Linked DNA regions of Mus musculus: all the other regions are linked to region 1. The links are chromatin contacts, called in public Hi-C and capture Hi-C maps. All regions are on one chromosome and are shown on one strand. Each heading gives the region's core, a stretch centred on a gene start, on an enhancer-like site or on the middle of the called end of the contact. The rest is flanking DNA. Distances are from core to core; before and after follow the strand shown.

Region 1 (5,161 bases), core at 831-3,330:
TATAAAACCATCTTATATATCACTAAAGCCTCATTGATGACTTAATTTGATTGAGAGGTTTGCTTGCCAGTTTTACTTTAGTAGGTCTACTTATCTTCTATCGTGACGCAGTGAAACCTTTAAGAATGTAATAGTTAAGGGAGTTCATAGTACGCGATTATAATCAGAAACTAGGTTGGCTAGGACTAACTTGTACTCCCTCATCTGAGGAGGGGCCGGATTTCAGGCATCAGTGAATTTTCTGAAGTTCTTAACAAAAGTGTGTGGCAAGTGATGACTCCCTCCCTGTGCACAGCTCAGGGGAACATGCCACATAGACTGCGTAACTCTCTTCAGAGAGACAGAAATGGTGCTTCCTTCTGACGCTTCTCCCCTAGTGTACTGCACGGTAGTGAAAAGTTACCTTTCTGTGCTCTTACTGCCTCATATTTTAGTTACTATCTTGCCATTACCTCAAGCAGAGAAGCTAGAGACTAAGAAGAGGTCCTACTGAATGCTTTTTTTTTAATTTAGTTTTAACTTATTTCCAAAGAATATATATAATAATTTGTCACTTATTTTAACTGCCTGTGAGATATGTCACCAAGGGTAGCTGGTGAGATGCCCTTTCCCCACAGGTCTCAGAATTATGCTACCAGAATCTATTTCTCGATGGTTTCTATCTCTTATTTAATATTCTAGTTTACTCTTACTTTTGCTAAGAACTTATTTTTCTCTCTCTCTGTGTGTGTGTGTGTGTGTGTGTGTGTGTGTGTTTGTGTTTGTGTTTGCTTGCATGTGTGTGTGCCATGTGCATGCCTGGTGCTGTGTGAGGACAGAAAGGGCTTTGGGCTGTCTGGAGCTGGAATTATGAGCAGTTGCAAGTCACCACATAGGTGCTGGCAAGGGAACCCTGGTCCTCTGCAAGAGCAGACCAGCTCTCCAGCCCTACAAGTTCTTTTTATTTAATTTTAGCTTTCAATTTTCAGTTAGCTGTGACTCGGCTTATGTTTTCTTTTGCTTGGTGGAGTGAGGTGGTCTCATGTAGCCTAGGCTAGCCTTGTCCTGCGTAGTTCAGGCTGCCCCTAAACTCTTTTTAAGAACTGTAATCACAGGTATGAGCCACCATGCTTAGCTCTATCTCTTTATCTTCATAATCTCTATTGTTTCCTTAAATACATTTTCCTACTTCTTTAATTATTTTCACATTTTTAAAAATTTCATTGTATTAAAAAATAGTTCTGTAAAAGTCCCTATCTAGCTTGCTCAAGTCCAGTGTGTGTGATTTTACAGTTGTCAGCCTATTTCCTTATTTCCTTGCTTGGGTTATAATTTGTATGGTCATCTGACAATTTCAAAAGATTCTTTAAATGCCTAGAATAGTACATCTCTCTGTTCTCTCTCGTGTGTGTGTGTGTGTGTGTGTGTGTGTGTGTCCACGCGCGTATGTGCTTGCTTGTGTTGCATGACTAAAGTATGCAAACAACCAGTGTATAAGCTGGCTTTCCTTTTTATATGAAGATAAAGTCACCACAGACATGAGTGCAGTTCTGTTCCGTGTCTGTTTCTTCTAGATTACCATTGATGTGTTGGGGCCTTTATACCAGTTCAGTTTCTTATTTCTAGATTTTCCTATTCAATTTTTTTGACTAACTTGTTTGCTATTGCTGTTGTCTTCTAGTAGCTATGAAGTTTTAAAACTTTTTTTCACTGAGTAAGCTTGATGTCTGACCAGATAAATCCTAGGACAGACAAATGACAGTTTTCTGAGAAAGAACTCAGCCCCATTCTGGCCCTTCCTCTAGTGACAATGCTGCCATGATCCCAGGCCGAGGACGCACATGGCCCACTGGGAAGCTTTGGCCTGAGGTGGAATCTCAGAAAGCTAAAGTGGGATGACGTCTCTGGAAACAGATGTTCCCTGAGCTGTTGCAAGAGCAAGTTAATTTTAAGAAACACTGGTTAGTGTTTTAGTTTTCTTCTCTTGTGTGAAGAACCCTGACAGAAGCGTCGTTTGGGAAGGAGGAAGGCTTCTGACTCGCAGTCTAGGGTTCAGTGCTTCATGGTGGGAAAGTGAAGGCAGCTGATTGCATCACATCCACAGTCAGGAATAGAGCCGTGAGCTCCTGCTGCTGCTCCTACCTCAGTTAGAGCAATGAACCCAAACCCCACAGGCATGCCCAGAGGCCAGTCTCCATGGTGACGGCCCATTCTAACCACAGCAGTGTTCTCCTTGCTTGGTGGAGAGGTCATGTGATAGGCCGACACTCCATTACTGAAGAAGGCATCTCTACTACCTCTAAGGCTTGATGAATGGATTTTGTAGAAATTTGGAGAAAACGATAAAGATGAAGTGTTTCCTAGAGTTTTTTTTGTTCTTGTTTGACTGGAGTGAGGAGTTATTTTAAGACAGTGTCTGACTGTAACCCTGACCAGCCCATAAGTTGCTGTGTGTTGGCATTGAGCTCTGTCTCTGGAATTGAAGGTGTACATGCCTGGCTGCTATCTCTGTTAATGATTTCTAAAGTGCAAAACGTTCCACTGAGTACTCGACCTTAAGGATAAGAGTCGGGCTGGAGAGGTGGCTCAGCAGTTAAGAGCACTGGCTGCTCTTCCAGAGGTCCTGAGTTCAATTCCCAGCAACCACATGGTGGCTCACAACCATCTGTAATGGGATCTGATGCTGTCTTCTGGTGTGTCTGAAGACAGTGACAGTGTACCCACATACATGAAGTAAATAACTAAATCTTTAAAAAAAAAAAAAAAAGGAAAAGGAAAAGAATAAGAGTCTGTCATGTTAGATGCCCAGGGATTGCCTTCTCTACCAACCTGCAGCTTATAGCTAATGCCCCTACCCTGGACAGTCTGAAAGAATAACCCTGTAGCATGGAGCATGGCCGTGGTTAAAATAGAGAGGCTTCAAGCCATGCAGGACTGGGATCTCAGGCTTGGAAAGCAAGTTTCAGGACAGAGCAGGCCAGCTGTTCCCAAGCTGTGGTTCACAATCCTATGGGGGGGGGGGGGGTCACATATCAGATAGCCTGCATATCAGATATTTATATTACTATTCATAACAGTAGCAAAATTACAGTTATGAACTAGCAATGAAATGATTAAATAGTTAGGGGTCACCACAACATGAGGAACTATACTAAAGGGTTGCAGCATTAGGAAGGTTGGGAAACACTTGGGCACTTATGTCTCATTTCTGGATCTTCTTCATCTAAAAAACTCTGATTGTAGTATTTTGTTACTGTGGAGATGAAATGCGCCTGCTTCACTGTAATGTCTCAGAATGCTTGGTGTGGAAAAGAGGTACAGATGCTATCTAATCAGCTGTGCACTGGGCAAGTTGAGTTACCTTAGATCATACTATTGTTGCAAATTAATGTTTGTCAGGCTTTCTGTATTTCTGGCGAGTGGAATACGTGTGATGAGTTGTTCATGACACGAGGCTGTGTGTGCGCTGCTGTATTTGTAGTGTCTACCACAAGCAGCGTAAGCCTGTGCTTCCGTTTCCTCTTTCTTTCCCTGCAAGTCCGCAGACTCGGGACTCTGGAGTAAGTTTTGTTCACTTTCTTTGACTCACTCATTCTAATGTCCCAGAACAACCTGCCTTAAGTCTCAGCTTTCCATTTGCATCTTACCCCTTCCTCCTCACAGAACTTGTCATGGTTCCTGTAGAACTAACTGCCTGCTGTGTTTCTTTCCCTCCAAACGATAGCTTTTTATTTTGTTTTTGAGACTGGTTTGCTCTGTAGCCAGGGTTGCCTTTGATCTCTCCTGCCTCAGCCTTGTTCAGTACTGGGACCAAGTCCGTGTCCCACCACACACAGCTGGCATATGGATGTTTGTTTTGGTGATAATTTTGATATTATATATTAGCTATCTAGCATCTAAATCACATGGTATTGTTTAAAACTGGACTGTTTGGGGGGCTGGAGTTAAGAGCACTGACTGCTCTTCTGATGGCTCTGAGTTCAAATCCCAGCAACCACATGGTGGCTCACAACCATCCTTAATGAGACTCCCTCTTCTGATGTGTCTGAAGACAGCTACAGTGTACTTGCATATAATAATAAATAAATCTTTGGGCCAGAGTGAGCAGGGCCGGAGAGAGCAGAGGTCCTGAGTTCAATTCCCAGCAACCACATGAAGGCTCACAACCATCTGTACAGCTCAGGCATAAAATAAATAAATAAATCTTTAAAATAAAAATACTGGACTGTTCTATTTTCTTACCTGGTTAACTTCTCTCACAGGGCCTTTAACCTCACCTTACCATCTCTTCTGGCTAATCTTTCCCAATCTTTCACCTGTGCTGTATATAGGTTAATTCTTTGCTCTTATCTTAGGTATTTCTCCTTTGCCATGACAGAAACTAGGAGTCTGACATCTTAACACTGATTTTGACCTAAAAAATGACTTGCTCAGTGTCCAGCTGGTTACCTGCTGCACGACTGAACCTGGGCCTTCGTATCTTCAGCTTTCCCTTGTCCTTGTAATGCAGGCAGTGGTTTTTATTATCTCCCCCAGTTCATTCTGTTGAAGTGTGTGTCGATTTTCTGGATTTAGTCGATTGCTGAGGAAAAGAACTGACTTCCTTTGCATCTTGATAGCTGTTATAGACAGTGTCTTACTGCTAGGAGGGATTGAATAATGATTTTAGTGTCGTTTTAAAACATATCTGAATCTTATATTCTCTGTTCCTTGTAAAATAAGTGGGTAAATTGAGGCCTGCAGGGGGCAGTCCAACACAGCAGGTTTTTAATGTATTTAGTAATCTCAGATGGTTTAGAGTTAAATTCCTTCCTGTGGGGAAAAGTTTGTAAGGGAAGCAAATTATACATGAATAACAGTAATTGCTAACATTTATTTTGTATTTTTTAAGGCCAGGTACTGTCTTAACTATTCTACATGTGTTTATTCCCTTATGTGTTCATATTTTCTATACAGATGAGATCATTAAGAGATACTCTAGGCCCTGATACTCATGGCTTCATCCACCTGGTGATTAGGAAGCCAGGGATTTGAGCAGAGACAGTGGAGCCTCTCGGCAGAGCCTGTTCTCTTTCATGGGCTGTTGGTTCATTTCTTTGGTTTTCTTAGCCTGTCGTTGCTTCTTATTTGAAATTCAGTTTGTACACGTGTATACTATCCCTCCCATTCTGTGGCTCCCAGC
Region 2 (5,503 bases), core at 2,423-4,922, 300 kb after region 1:
GATATTAGCCCAGAAACTTAGGATACCCAAGATATAAGATACAATTTGCAAAACACATGAAACTGAAGAAGAACGAAGACCAAAGTGTGGACACTTTGCTCCTTCTTAGAACTGGGAAGAAAACACCCATGGAAGAAGTTACAGAGACAAAGTTTGGAGCTGAGAGGAAAGGGTGGACCATCTAGAGATTGCCATATCCGGGGATTCATCCCATAATCAGCCTCCAAACGCTGACACCATTGCATACACTAGAAAGATTTTGCTGAAAGGACCCTGATATAGCTGTCTCTTGTGAGAGTACACTGGGGCCTAGCAAACACATAAGTGGATGCTCACAGTCAGCTATTGGATGGATCACAGGGCCCCCAATGGAGGAGCTAGAGAAAGTACCCAAGGAGCTGAAGGGATCTGCAACCCTATAGGTGGAACAACATTATGAACTAACCAGTACCCTGGAGCTCTTGACTCTAGCTGCATATGTATCAAAAGATGGCCTAGTCGGCCATCACTGGAAAGAGAGGCCCATTGGACACGCAAACTTTATATGGCCCAGTACAGGGGAATGCCATGGCCAAAAGGTGGGAGTGGGTGGGTAGGGGAGTGGGGGGGGGGGGAGGGTATGGGGGACTTTTGGGATAGCATTGGAAATGTAAATGAGGAAAATACCTAATTTAAAAAAAAAAGGAAAAAAAAAACGTATCAAGTGTGGCTCAGGGATGAGGCTGTACCCGGTGAGAAGAGATGACTCTCTTCCTCTCACCACCCACAGTCCTGACTCTTGACTCTTCTCTGTCCATGTGTTCTTTCTAGCTGGCTTTATTCCTTCACACCGTATTGTACATTGATGACTCTGATATATACTTATTCCCCAGCAAGCTCTTTCCTGTATCTTAAACCTGAATATATGGCAGCTGTCCAAACCTCAGCTCATCACCACAGACCAACCCAAAAGTTATTCCCCCAAGTCATCTCCCAGCACCTAAGAACCAAGGAACCACCCAAGCCAGGGCCTCTTCTGACGTACCATGATTGTGATCCAACCTTACAAGTTTGGCTCCAGCTCTGGTCTCCTCCATTTTCATGCTCATTGCCCTAGGTCTTACCCTGTTCTTGGGCAATAGTCTTCTATTTACTCTCTCTGCTTTCTGCTGGGCTTCATTATAATCAGCCTTGTTCTTCCCAGACCCATCTCTCCGAACCACATTTCGGATTAAGTGACTCTGTTGTGTTCTAAGTTCCTGTGATTCCACAAAAGCATGGGATGGAGTAGAGATTCTTTAGCATGGTGTTTAAGGCCCCCTGTTCTTTTCTTGTCTTAAGACATCTAGTTTTACCTATTCATCTATGCCATTTCTCACTATTTGGCTTTCTATTGATCAATATAGCTGCTTAGAATAGATTTTCACTTTTCCTGACGAATGTCTTTTTAACTTAATTGTTCTTCTTTTCATGTATGTGTGTTTGTATACATGTGGGCATATTTAGTGCACACATGTATGCATATATGTTCAGGCCTGAGGTTGATATCTGTGATTTTTCTCCACCATCATTCCTTCCATTTATCCTCTGAGGCAAAGTCTTTCAATCAAATCCAGAGCCCACCTTACCAATGTAGTTAGTGTCATTAGCTAGTAGAGATGCCCTACCTCTGCCTCTGATTCTGGAATTACAGGCAAGCATTCTCTTACTTGCATGGGAAGTGCTTTAATTATGAGAGACTCCTCAGCTCTCTTTGTATTTCTTAAAGCCCTGGCTAATGTCACTGAAGCCAAGACAACCTGATCCCCTCATCCCTGCCTGCTAAAACTTCTGCCTGGGTAAAGATAACTGTTTCCCCTTTTGTGTGTGTTTTCCGTATTGTGGTCTCTGCTCATGCTGTGATTATCACCTATCATTTTTATGTTTTATTGTTTTTTGCATGTTTATTTTATGTTTTCTGATCACTCTCCTCTACTGAACTATCAGCAGTCTGAACTTGGGGGATTTGTCTAGTTTGTGTTTCCATCCCACGAACTTATCACGGTCCCTTTAAGTTAGTAAGCATAGTTGTTGGGGTATTTATCATATAACTATACCAGTTAGTGGTCTCTGTAAAGACACTCATAAAGCTTGCTCCTCTGAAGGCTAGGGAGGAAGCTCAGTCAATAAAGCTTGCCTTGCAGTGCAAGGATCTGCATTGTGTCCTTCAGAACCAGGACAAGGCTGGTGTGGGGATGCTTGCTTGCAATCCCAGTCTGAGGGAGGCAGAAATGGGTCCATTCGTAAGGCTGCCTGGTAACTCACCCTAGTCAAATTGGCACATTCTAGGCTTGGGGGAACTCCTTCCTGTGGGGCAGGGTAGGGGTGGGAGTGGGGTGTAGGGAGTCAGAGGGTGGGTGGAATCTGAACTTGAAGTTGTCTTCTACCTTCCACATGCAACTGCATTTTCTCCCCTTTTCTTCCTCTTCTTCCTTTTCCTCCTCCTTCTCTTCTTCTTTTTCCCCCTCTCCCCCTTTCACACACACACACACACACACACACACACACACACACACACACACACACACACACACACACCATTCACTTTCAGGGAATGATACACAAAAGTTTAGATTCACATGGCTGAAGAATTAGAAGTCCATACTCATACAGGATAGTTTTCGAGAACTCACCTGCTTTTTCTACATTTTGAATTCCAAAGTTGTTATGCTTGCATAAAAATTATTTTGCCTTGGCAACTCTTCCTCAGTTCATCTACAAAGAATTACTGCTAACACGGGCAGTTGATTAGTGTAAGAAGGTGTTATGGTCTAATCTTTTTTTTTTCTTCAGGTTTGCTCTGACTACCCTGGAGTTTATTTGACTTTAGATTCATTTTATTTTATTTTATGTGAGTAAGTGTTTTGTTTAGTGCCCATGGGGATCCCCCTAGAACTGGAATTATGAATGGTTGTGAGCCATTGTGTGGGTGTTGGGAACTGAACCCAGGTCCTTTGCAAAAGCAGTGAGTGCTCTTAACAACAGAGTTAATCCTCCTCCCAAATTCTTAGGTTGAAATCCCAATTCCCAAGGTGATGGTATTAGAAGCTAAACTGGTCATGAGGGTGGAGCCTTCACACATGGGATTGGTATTCTGCTAAGAGGCCAGAGAGACAATCTTACCCTTTCTGCGGAGCTAAGATGTAAAGGCGCTGTCTGTGCTTTGAAAGTGGCTCTCACAGACAGAATCGTTCTATATCAGCATACATACCGTTATGTTAAATCTCCTCACTGCTGGAGTTGTGATGATATACTTCTATTGTTTGTAAGCTACCCAGTTGGTGGCAGTTTGATATCTCAGCCTTCAGGTAGTAAACCAGAAGGAGTTTCAAACATTTTGTGATTTAAATGAAAATTTCTATCCCTGTGAAAGTTAATAGCAACTCTAGCGTGTGATATAATACCAGAATTATATATGTGTGTATGCATGTATGTGTGCACATGTGTGCATATATGTATTTATGTGCATGTGTGCGTTTATGTGTGTGTATGTATGTATGTGTGTATTCCATGTCATGATAGCCTACCAGAGGCCTACACATACATGGTTTTATTCAGTTTAATCACTGTTTCCTGAGATTGGCTTGGCCTCACTCTCCCTAGCTCTGACTGAAAGTGGCTGGGACACTTCCTTCTCAGTCTATAGCCCAGGGGCTGGTACCAAGTAAAAGCAGGTAACTCACGAAGGAACCAAATGTAAGATCAAGTCCTACAACTGCCCAGCCCTAACCAAGGGCACAGAACTCACCACCAGTCTCTGGAGGAAAGCAAGGACATTAATCAATTTCCCCGGAAAATTTGAACTGTCTTTTCTGAAGCTTTTTAAGAACTGCATCTGAAGTTTTGGACAGCTTGCAGTGGAAGTTGTGTGGGGACCGCCTCCCGACTCGAGGCTGTTATTCTTCTGAAAGTCTATTTTGACCAAAGGAAATCCTGTTTCGCCAGCAGCACGGGCAGTGGCCCCGAGACGCAGTCTCAGGAGTGTTGTGAGGATACAGGCTCTCTTTAATCTCAGATTAAAAATATTTGATGTTTACAAGGTGTATTAGCGTAATTGGAATGCGTCTGCCTGTCTGCCAGCCTTCCTTCCACGATAGGACCTCATAATTAAAGAGCATCGCGTTCATGTGGCTGCCTGCATACCCTTTCATGGCTTCTTGTGAGCAGTTATGGTCAAGACCGTTACCCTAGGCCCTCGGAAAGCTCATTCAGACAGACACAGCTGTAACCAGAACAAAGGAAGAGGCCGCATTCCCTTAGAATCCTACCTAGTGCTCTGGGCAAAGTGGGAAACCAGACAAGTAAAACAGTGTATGAGAGGCGCATGGGGTTCCCAGACTGCTTCTGTGTGTGTGTGTGTGTGTGTGTGTGTGAGAGAGAGAGAGAGAGAGAGAGAGAGAGAGAGAGAGAGAGAGAGCATATGCATGTGTGTTGGGGGGGGGGGTCATGTCTTTAAATATATTCACAAGCCAAATATGAATGCGTGTATTTGCACATATACATGTCTGCATGTGTATATATGTGCCTGTATAAACCCACATGTATGTGTAGGCAAACATGTTATTTCTTCTCTCTTCCTGTTCTAAAAAAGAGTTGGTCATTTTTTTAAAAAATCTCTTTGTATGCATCTAATTCTATGGTAATTATGAACATACAGGTGTGTCCTTTACCTGAAAACACTTTTCAAGAGGGAAGACAATGTATGTGCCCTATGGAAGATCTGGATTAAGTCTTCCGGGAGTTCAGAGAAAAGATGAAACCTGCCAGGAAGACAAGAGGAGCAAAATTCAAATCGGAGAATACAATTCTTCCCTCGCGTAATAACAATATCATACATACCTCCCCCTGCAGCCCCCACCCCAAGCCCAAACAACCCAAACCAAAACAAGTGATAAGAGCTAAGATGAGCAGATCCCGTGTTGTTTCTGGCCCGACTGCTTTGGGGGTATTAAAGGAACTTTGTGAAAGTCTACTAGGGAAGTGAGGCAGAGGGTTTGTCCTCTTCAATTTTTTTAATCGCTTCAGCCCTGAGAACAGAACTATATACACAGTTTATGGAACTGAAACAGATCAAAATAACTTGTCAGCTGACCTGTCCTCATCACGTTGTAAACGGCGCAGGACAATCAGCTTCTGGACAGTTAGACAGAGTCGTCTGTCGTTCAGACATTGTTTTTAACAGTGTCAAAAGCACAGTGTTGTGATTCCTTTGGGTGATACACTTTCCTGGGATGAAAAGATTACTTTTCATATAGATATGGAAGAAGATGTCTGCCCTCATTTTGAACTTAAAATTGGTACGGCTTTACAAACAAGAACAACTCTCACCAGGGAGATGTTTTCCCAGTCTGCTGTCTGGGAGGAAGAGGCATACTGCAGGAAATGGACAATCTTGACCACTACACAAACAAATAGTTTCCTTACAGGCAACTCACCCTGACCCTAGATACGCACTACTCTCCGTTTTAGTTCTTCGGATGCACTT
Region 3 (5,151 bases), core at 2,462-4,961, 260 kb after region 1:
GTTAACACAGAGGCAGAACCTTTTAGTAAGTCATAGGCAAGTGGAGCTGCAGGATTATAACATGGATCCATGTTCTTCACATGGTCTAGTGTCTGCTCCTGCAGTGGTTCAATGCAATAAAGCCATGCTTCTGGGTTAGCTCAAAGTGACATTCTCAGGAATTAAAGCTGCTCTATGTCTGAAAGTGTGTTAGTCCCAACAAGTCAATTTTTTCATAGTATTCTAAATCAGTTTTGATATCATCTTAGGGAGACTTAGTTTTTATCTTACGGCATCTTTGAGAACAGGAAAGAACCTTTGTCAATGGCAATGGCTGCCAAGGCTCTGAGCTAGTATTCTTGCCTGCAGTTGTTCAGTGGTCTTTTCCAATTTTGCTTTTCTTAGAATACAGATCCCCAAAAGAGGACCCAACATCACTACCATGACTATCTCAACACTCGTGACTAATGTTGATCTAGGCAGCAAACTGAAATGCTATTGCCTTAGACATATTCATGTGCTTATAAGGAAGGAGAAGAAAACCTCAATAGCAAGGTTCCTGGTGATGTCCCTCAAGCTGAGTTCAGTTAAATTGCATTTTTTAAAGGTGAAAGTTACTTTCAATGACTAAGATGCCTTTTTTTTTTTTTTCCCACCTGGTGGGATTTTCAGAGTCAAACAGAACATCTCTATCAGGAAATTCTATTCTAGTTTTTAGTGTGCTGACATAAAATAAAAACATTCTTCCAGATGGGTTTCTGTTTACACAGCCTTTAAAAATTTTACTTGCATACAGCTTGTCCCACTGGCAGTACTTTGAGTTCTATTTTTCAAGACTTGAAGCCCTCAATACTGTTTATGGAACAGGAAGAGAAGTGACCCTTTTAGGGAGCAAAAGAAGCTACAAAACCTCTTGTTACTTCAAAGAGTTTGTTTGGAAGTATGGTAAGCAGTCCTGTTGGGGCCAGGCATGGTGGCACAAGCCCGGGACTCCTGTACTTGGAAGGTGGAGGTGTGGAGATTTAGAGTTCAAGGCTGTTTTGTGACTATACACCAAGTTTAAAACCAGCCTGGGCTAAATGAGACCCTGTCCCAAACATACGGTTATATCAGTGGCTTGACAACAGTATTTTAGGCATGTTATCATGAAAAGTTGGAGGACTGAATATGAAATAACCTTGTACTTATCATCTCCACTATATAATTAGCATTTTGCTATATTTACTATCTAGCATATTTAAGCCCCTATATTCATATTCCTGTTGCTTTATCAATCTTACCATTTTTGGGTGTATTTCAAAGTTACAGCTAGCAGAAGTAATGAGTTTTTGTCAAATCATGATGTTACCACAGGCCATCTAGCCAATGGTGGGACTTTTCAAGTGGAATTAGATTCCATGGCAGCTTAACAACAAATTTTATCTTTAATGTGATTTTAAAAAAAATATTAGGTATTGTTGTTTGTGGGAGGGTTGGTGATTGAAACCAAGACTTCAAACATGGTAAGCACAGCTATGTCATGTGCTGGTCTCTTTCAAACTTGAGTGTGTTTAAAGAATGTTTAAACATCTCTGCTAAAAGAACATTGAAGGTAGGTGTTAGCCCAACCCATGGTTTAAGTGCTCTCTCTCTCTCTCTCTCTCTCACTCTCTCTCTCCTTCCTTCCTTCTCTCTCTCTCTCTCTTTCTTTCTTTTTCCTTCCTTCCTTCCTTCTTTCGTTCTTTCTGATTCATTACCCCAAGCTGTGGTATTCATCTATGAGGCTCGTCCTGCTCCAAAATGGCTGCCAGAGCTCCAGCTGTCTCACTTTCTAATACCAAAGAGGAGCAGGGAGGGAAGGTGAACTCCTGACCTAGAAGATCCAATAATTTATGATTCATTTTTTAAAGTTTCAGGTCAATAAAACAAAAACAAAATCAACAAAAAAATCCAAATAAACAGTAGATGGAATTTTGTGGGATCATATTACATTTATAGCTGTATTTAGCAAAAAAAAAAAAAAAAAAAGACATTATAAAGATGGTGTTTATATTTTATATTATATTAAATATACCATAGCCATACTTGAAACTGAGAAATAGAGTATTGTTTGCTTTTGATTATTTAAGTAGCTGATCTATTTCAAACATTTCTCTTTGTTGGGAACAAGCATTTGAGCTGAAAGTTTCTAGCTCAGCTCTGTGAGTCCTAGGTTACCATTAGAGACATTTGCAGGGGCACTAAAGGTGACTTTGGCAACTTCTCAACAGAACTGTCTTCCCAGTGAACTCATTGAGCCCTGTGTTGTAGTAATATCAAAGTAATATCCTTTTCCCTTATTGGTCCCAGTAAATTTAGAAAAACTAATTGGTTTAGGGCCAAAGGGCATACAGCCAATTTGAGCTATCATTTCCCAGAAATGTATGAGTTAAGAATCTGGCCTGCTGATGACAAGGATTTGGGGAATATTTTAAAGCAGATTTGTCTCAGAAGGAGCAGCTTCATTTTCCTACTTGAAGGGTTCTTGGGTCAAAGCAGACACGATTTTAAACTCCTTGGTGCTAGGTCCAGGCATTCCTCGCATACATAAGGTCTTGTGTAGCAAAGAAGGAAGGAAACTGCTTTGAACTGTGTATCTGTATGCCGGTGTGTATATGTGTGCGTGCCCATGTGGGTGTGTGTGCTTCCCTAGGTGGGTATGTGTGCATGCTCATGTGGGGGTCTGTGCATGCTAATGTGGACATGTGTTCTTGCCCATGTGGGTGTGTGTGCATGCCCATGTGTGTGTGTGGGATGTGTGCCCATGCAGGTGTATGTGTGTGTGTGCGTGCGTGCGTGAGTGCATGCAGCTTGGAAAACCCCAGGGATTCTGCCTTCTCTATCTTATCAGAGGTAGGATCACAAGTGTGTATTTCAACTGAGGCATTAACAGTCTTTTGAGAGAAGGTCTCACTGTGTGTCTTTGGGTATCCTACAACTCACGATGAAGACCACGCTGGCCTGAGACTGACAAAGATTAACCTACCTCTGTCTCTTGAGTGTTGGGACTAAAGGCATGTTCCACGTACTTGGAACACATTAAAAGTTTTAAATTGACTGAGTGACTTCAGGATTCCTACATGGCTGCTGGAGAGTTTGAGGCATAGGCAGCTTATCAGAATCAGCTCTAACAGTAGCATCAGCATACACGTGTGTGTGTATATGTTTTGTTGTTGTTGTTGTTGTTGTTGTTGTTGTTAACCTAAGCAAGTATCCATGCTCAAATCAGAAGGGAGAATTCTTAGGACTCTTTATCAGGAGACAGTAAAATTCAACTCACTACAGTGTGGTAAATGAAGCTCAATTGAGACATGCCATGCACACCTACCCTGTGTTGCTGAGAGCTCTTTTTTGAGCTATCACAGCAGAGATAAGGAATTGCAATGGGGAGTGTGTGCCTGCAAAACCTAAAATTTTGGCTCTCTATCCCTTTGCAGAAAACATTTGCTGACCCCTGGGTTTGTACAGACCTCTTCAAAGCTCTTGGCCAATTTAGGGAAGCTTTGGTTTTGAAACCCAGTGGTAAGCAACATCAGCTTACTTTTGCAGATATGAAACTTAGATCCTAATACTTTCTTCAGCCCTCTCTCAACTCTCCTCCTCCAACTTGGAAAGTGGCCTAATAAGTGAAATGAAACTTGGCCTGATCAGCACTCTTGAGAAAGTGGAAGGTGAAAGTGTTGACATCTGCTTGTATTCTGTAGCCCCAACTTCTCTGGCAGCACATGACTTGGTGAAAGTGCTCTGGCCAACTAGCTAGCTTACATTGTGTAGAAGATTGTCTGCTGTTACCTCATTTTGTTTGGAATTATGTCCATGAAGAGATACAGCTTGATAAAAGATCTACATCTTTTCCTGAATAATGGCTCTTTTGAGGAATATCATTTTAAATTTTACTAATTGCAATAATCGTGAGTCTTTGTGTATTTAATATTGATATATAATATATTTAATCCTGATTATATATAAACATATGCATATTTTCAGCTACTTGTTTAAACTTTGACAAAATGCATGTAAAATAAAACTTACGGTACTGACTTTCAGAGACTTGAGCTTAGTATGATGGTGCCTTCCAGGAAGCTCTTCGTGGGGGGCAACTGGAAGATGAACGGGAGGAAGCAGTGCCTGGGAGAACTCAGCTGCACCCCGAAGGCAGCCAGTGTGCTGGCAGACACTGAGGTGGGTTGTGCACTGACAACCTCTTACATCGACTTCGCTAGGCAGAAGCTGGATCCCAAGATTGCTGTGGCTGCACAGAACTGCTACAAAGTGACCAATGGGGCCTTCACTGGAGAAATCAGCCCTGACATGATCAGAGACTTAGGAGCCACCAGAGTGGTGCTGGGGCACTCGGGAAAGAAGGTGTGTCTTTGGGAATCAGATGAGTTGATTGGGCAGAAAGTAAACCATGCCCTAGCAGAGGGACTTGCAGTGATCCCCTGCATTGGGGAGAAGCTAGACGAAAGGGAAGCTGGCATCACGGAGGAAGTTGTTTTTGAGCAAACCAAGGTCATCGCAGATAATGTGAAGGACAGAAGCAAGGTGGTCCTGGCCCATGAACCTGTATGGGCCATTGGGACTAGCAAGACTGCAACCCCTCAACCGGAAGTACATGAGAAGCTCCAGGTTGGCTGAAATCCAATGTCTCTGATGGGGTGGCTGCCTTAGTCAGGGTTTCTATTCCTGCACAAAAATCATGACCAAGAAGCAAGTTGGGAGGAAAGGGTTTATTCGGCTTACACTTCCATACTGCTGTTCATCACCAAGGAAGTCAGGACTGGAACTCAAGCAGGTCAGAAAGCAGGAGCCGATGCAGAGGCCATGGAGGGATGTTCTTTACTGGCTTGCCTCACCTGGCTTGCTCAGCCTGCTCTCTTATAGAACCCAAGACTACCAGCCCAGAGATGGTCCCACGCACAAGGGGCCTTTCCCCCTTGATCACTAATTGAGAAAATGCCTTACAGTTGGATCTCATGGAGGCATTTCCTCAACTGAAGCTCCTTTCTCTATGATAACTCCAGCTGTGTCAAGTTGACAAAAAACTAGCCAGTACAATTGACCCCTTGTCAACTTGACACACAAAAACATCACTAGTAAGCCCTTACAATCTTATTCATCCCCAAGATCTAAATAACTTTAAAAGTCCCACAG
Region 4 (4,793 bases), core at 2,239-4,738, 330 kb after region 1:
GCTCCTACTTGGGCAGGGAGTTCTGAAGCCACAGGAAAAGCTGTACAATGAGGGAGATGGGGTTTGGAGGCCAGAGCTTAGAATAGCAGGTTACCCAATTGCACTGTGTTATCTAAGGTACATTTTATGGAGCTTCATCCCAATGTCTTCTTACTTACATGGAACACAGGCGGCTCAGGGCATTTAAATGCTGGGCCTAAGTTTGTTCCTTAGAATCAAGAGCTGTCCCTTACACTGCCTCCCTTGAGCTGGCACTGTATGAAACTATATCTGAATTACTACCGTGTTGATTTGTATTTTATTAAAAGTGGGGTGTGACTGTGTCACTTGTGGCTGATTGAAATGAGATGCTTATAGGTAGCCATAATTTTCTCTTATAACAGCTGCTGCTTGAAGATCAAATCAATTTACACACTTTTCCATACCCCCTTTGCTAAAAATAGAACCCAATTAAGCTTGAGGCCTACCTCACATAGTTGATGCTCTCTGATATGTTTTATTCTGCCTTATTCCTCAGATGTTTAGGAGCCTCACAAAATCCATTGTTCATATGACTAAATCAAAATGTTTGACAATAACTGAGGCATTTTCCCATACTACCATAACAGGAAAGTTTTCTCTTATGATATACTTCATAAATATTGATCTGTTTCTGTCTCATTTACCACTGAAATCCCTGAGCCTAGAACAGGGAATATATAGGTGTTTGATAAATGTTGAACAAACGAGTGTTTCTTTGTTAAAAATAGGGAATAATGTATTATATTTTAAAAAGAAAATAAACTGTTGTTTTCCTTTTTACTTAAAAATTTTCCTAGAAACTGGGTCTCTCTATGTAAGCCCTACTGCCTTAGAACTTGCTCTGTGAACAAGGCTAGCCTCAAACTCACAAAGATCTGTCTGTGTCTGCCTCCCGCGTGCTGGAATTAAAGGCATGTATCACCGTGCCTGAGTCTGTTTTTCATTATAACTTGACTAAGAGTATGTGCTTTTGTGCTTCAGTTGGGTTGAGTCATAGGAGATAGGTCCCTGAAGATAGATGCACTGGGCTGGGAACAGCTGAGAAACATGCCTGTACTCTCAGATCTGGTTAGTCAAATCCCTTTCGTGTGTTTTGTAAGTACTTAATTATTTTCTTTTAAGCATTAGTGAACAATATGCCAACTTTATTGTGTTGGGACTTTTTTTTTCTTCATTCATTTCTTCTTAACAAAAAATCCATGTGTGTTCTTAGGGAAATACGAGTCACAAGTTTTTGATTCATTTACACTTAACTCATAGTAGTGTGGTTTTGACACTCTTTGATATCTAAGAAGCCTTTTCACTATTGCATCAAATATTTTGACTGCGCTCTCATCTTAGCAACCGGAAGTTGCATTTGGACATGGATAGATGCATACAATCATGCACCAAAATACTTCAGTTGGATTGCAACTCTGATGTTTGAGCAGGCTTTAAACTTGAGGAAAATGTTCCCTCAACACTATGCCTTTTCCTCACCAACTGTTGCTCAGAATTCCAGGGAAGGCAGAGGGGCAGCATGCTGGCTTTGTCTTGGGAAGCTCTGGCTCACTGAAGAGTTCCTGGAAACTATTTTTAAGGAAGTAAATGCATGTGGCTGCTAAGAGCTGTCAGCTACAGACAGGACAACCAAAGGGCAGTTTGTCTTTCTGAAATTAATGTTACTTTTTTTTTTCCCAACTGAAGGCAAATAGTAGCATGATAAAAATATATGAACTTGAACATTAATAGGATTTAATGTGTGAAACAACTCAAGCAGCATATACTCTCCCTTCATTAACTGCACAGAATTTTTAGTCTACAAAGTAAGCATGCAGGATTACCTGTCTACCCTTAAATCCCACAGTTCCTGTACATATAGGCAAAAACTGTTTTTTAAATGTACTGTAACTAATACAGAAGTACAGTCTTCAGTGTTTCAGAATAACATGTCATCTGTCTTTCCAAACCAAACCAAAATAAAATAACAAATGTGGGAAACCAAGATATCTCAAAAAGAAGTGTTCTGGACCTCAAGTTCTGATTTTGTAATACAGAAAGCTAATGAAAGTCTCACATGTCTTACTTGGTCACGTATAATACGCACTTAGGCCTCATGGTAATCCTGAGATCTTGGTAAACATGTGTTTACCCCATTTTCTGCAACAAATTAGTCTGAATGCTGAGCTGGCAAACAGCTGCCATGGGTTGCATGAGAAAAATAACTCAAGAAATGAGAAACTGTTATTGGTTCCTTAAATCCTGGAGGTCAGGACTTTGAGAAGACAGAAACAAAGTCTTTTTTGGCTTTGGGGTGCTGCCAGGAGAACCTCATCAGACTCAGCTGTGGATGAAGGAAGGCCTTGTCTAACCCTGGGGTATTTCCTGTGCTCCTCTGTGGGTCATCATGGAGAGATTAACAAACAAACAAACAAACAAACAAACAAACAAACCAGCACATAAGCTCAGTTGTCTTAACATAGTCTACCTTATGTAGAATTTTGAGAACATTTCTTCTCCTTGGTTGCCTGTAGTTAGTTGATTTTCCTGGCCTACTTTCCATTAGTTATTAAGGGTCAGCGCTCAGATCCAGAGTAGAGAGGGCCCACACAAAGATGAAAGGAAGCTATTTTCTGACTTGCTTCTGTGACAGGGGGTGTATGCACTTTTACTTGAGAGCTGTTTTTGAAAGGGACACTCAAGATATGGGATGACTGAATCCCATTCAAAGGGGCAGATGCCACAAGTTCAGAACATTCAAACCTTCCAAGTTATTAAGTTTTTCTCAAACACTGCCCTTAGTTAATGCATATTAGTCTCTCTTACTTATCCAGGCAGGCTTGCACAGAGATGCCTTGTTCTCTGTGTATCACTTCAGTTGAGATCAGTATTTCTTTTGTTTGTTTTGTTTTTTGTTAAGTCTGAAGACAGGTAAAGCATCTTAGCTAAGCCATGTTGTGCAGACCTTAACAAAGGTCTTCGTCTGTGTTCAGAAAAGGTATTTTTTCTGGCCCTTTCCCTTGCTATTTCTAGATGAAAACACATTACTTCTAGTCTTTTGGCATATTATTGAAAGTCTCAATCATCAAGCCAAACTCATTGATAGACAATTCTTAGAAATATGAAGAAGTCATCAATTTTCTTTGCCTTCTTATGTACCCTTCGTATTTCTAGTTCTCAGTTGTTTAGACTGAAGTGTAGTGAATGTGTTTCTATTGATATGACCACTTAGGAAATGCAGCTTTGGGTCCTTTGGAAACTCAGTAGTTAAATACATTTATGATGTCATTAGCTGTTTCTTACAAATTAAGGATTTATATTTTCACAAATCATGAGTTTTTTCGTAAGTGGAATTTCCAAATAGAAAATATAGTCCTTCCCCTTCTCTCTCCTTCTCCTTCTCCTTCTCTGCCCTGTTGCACAGTACCAAGTCAGTCTCCACAGCTTAGACGATGGAAAGAGAAGTTAACTTCTAAGGACGGTTGATGTTGTTTGGTTTTCTCCTATATGGAGCAATGGTGATTCATGCCTTTTCCACTGTCACACTGTCAGCATCTGCTAATCATAGCCCCATGATCACAGGATCTGTGCCCATAAACAATTTCCAGGAGGTATAGAGCAGCACAGGGGCCACTCAGGAGTAAACAGTACTTACTCTGTAACTCATTACACCCTCTTTCCCATTGTTTGCCATGTGCTTGAAATACTAGCTCCCTGCACGGTGTCCAAGCATGTTAGTAAACCAGCTCCTTTCACTGTCTCCCATTCTTAGACCTTAAGTAGAAATCTGGCTTTTCTAACAAAGCTCAGTGGATTTCCTTCTTGAAAGAGGAAGATACTGTGATGCTGAAGCTCATGTCTATCTCTCCTATTTCTTGCTAATACATTTTGGAGGACCTGGGAGGGAGAGCATTTAATACTATTGTGAAGCAAACTCCATGCATTGTTATTTAAGTTTGTGGATTTATTTTGGTCCAGCAGTTATGTTGTCTAACTCCTATTCCCCATCATATGGGTTCTTATCTTAGGCTTGGTCTAGTAATTCTAATAGAGTTTCCATACTCAGTTCAAATATATTCATTGAACACCCATTGCAAATGGCCTTGGAGATGTAGCAGTAGATGCAACCATTTCTGCTCCTGTGGGGATCTTGAGTCAAAAAGCAACATCTACAATTTGAAACCAGTCGTACAGTGCCTGTAGTTTTCAGCTAGATTATTTCTACAGGGGAAGGAGGATTTTATGTTTCCCTAATAATATTGGTCTAGTGTTCATTTCTCTGAGCTATGCATCTTCAGTGATGACAAATCAAGAAGGTGGTGTCCCCCGCTGGCATGTCTATTGGCAGGAGTTACTTTCCTGCTGACGATTGACTTCTTGAGTTGTGTCTCAAAAACTAAGCTAAAGTTACCATCTATTGACTCTTAGTACAGATTGGGTCTTCCCAACAATTTTGCACGGGGGTTAGTAGTAGTATTTAGTTTTGTAATGAAGACCATTTATCTAATTTACCAGAATGAGTTCATTCAGGTGCTAGGTAGGGTTGGGGTTTGATCCTAAAACACCTTTATTCGTTCTCTGATAATTAGCAAGAATAGCAGTGAAGCTTAAGGAAAGTGAACATGTGTTAGCTGGGGATCATTTATGGACACAGGCATGGTTTCTGTGTTTTCTGCATTCATGTTCATGAATCGACCTCTGATCATGGTCTGTCAGAAAAGCACCACAGAAAAGGCCTTCTGAATTATTGAAACATAGCCTTACACTTAAGGTAAAGAAAGGGCTTAGGACAG

What was found. A called contact is a pair of places that touch in the nucleus more often than the background predicts. Capture Hi-C pulls out chosen DNA fragments and counts their contacts.
Region 2: a contact with region 1 is called in a Hi-C map of bone marrow-derived macrophages, with 2.9 times the contacts expected there. The contact joins two enhancer-like sites. A contact is called at or near these places in 3 of 484 Hi-C or Micro-C datasets (bone marrow-derived macrophages and embryonic stem cells) and 2 of 115 datasets of contacts at active chromatin or transcription factors (microglia and neural progenitor cells).
Region 3: a contact with region 1 is called in a Hi-C map of uterus, with 4 times the contacts expected there. The contact joins two enhancer-like sites. A contact is called at or near these places in 3 of 39 promoter capture datasets (the C10 cell line, cranial neural crest and pre-B cells), 3 of 484 Hi-C or Micro-C datasets (embryonic fibroblasts and uterus) and 1 of 9 other capture datasets (bone marrow-derived macrophages).
Region 4: a capture Hi-C map of bone marrow-derived macrophages shows a contact between it and region 1, with 7 times the contacts expected there. The contact joins two enhancer-like sites. A contact is called at or near these places in 1 of 484 Hi-C or Micro-C datasets (bone marrow-derived macrophages) and 1 of 9 other capture datasets (bone marrow-derived macrophages).

What each region holds. Positions count from the first base shown.
Region 1 is chr10:44,323,816-44,328,976 of GRCm38.p6, forward strand. All of the region lies in intron 6 of Atg5 (autophagy related 5), which reads left to right. Among named protein-coding and RNA genes, the nearest start is that of Mir1929, 33 kb to the right of the region's middle. Within about 2 kb of position 2,081, at least 41 of the 459 cell types and tissues checked have an H3K27ac peak or open chromatin away from gene starts, as enhancers often do. A contact at or near this core is called in bone marrow-derived macrophages, microglia and uterus, where this site is marked.
Region 2 is chr10:44,626,714-44,632,216 of GRCm38.p6, forward strand. The region is part of intron 2 of Gm35154 (a long non-coding RNA gene); the gene reads left to right. Among named protein-coding and RNA genes, the nearest start is that of Gm35154, 31 kb to the left of the region's middle. Within about 2 kb of position 3,673, at least 75 of the 459 cell types and tissues checked have an H3K27ac peak or open chromatin away from gene starts, as enhancers often do. A contact at or near this core is called in bone marrow-derived macrophages and microglia, where this site is marked.
Region 3 is chr10:44,585,895-44,591,045 of GRCm38.p6, forward strand. It overlaps the pseudogene Gm5950. Among named protein-coding and RNA genes, the nearest start is that of Gm35154, 10 kb to the right of the region's middle. Within about 2 kb of position 3,712, at least 43 of the 459 cell types and tissues checked have an H3K27ac peak or open chromatin away from gene starts, as enhancers often do. A contact at or near this core is called in bone marrow-derived macrophages and uterus, where this site is marked.
Region 4 is chr10:44,656,228-44,661,020 of GRCm38.p6, forward strand. All of the region lies in intron 2 of Gm35154 (a long non-coding RNA gene), which reads left to right. Among named protein-coding and RNA genes, the nearest start is that of Gm35154, 60 kb to the left of the region's middle. Within about 2 kb of position 3,489, at least 11 of the 459 cell types and tissues checked have an H3K27ac peak or open chromatin away from gene starts, as enhancers often do. A contact at or near this core is called in bone marrow-derived macrophages, where this site is marked.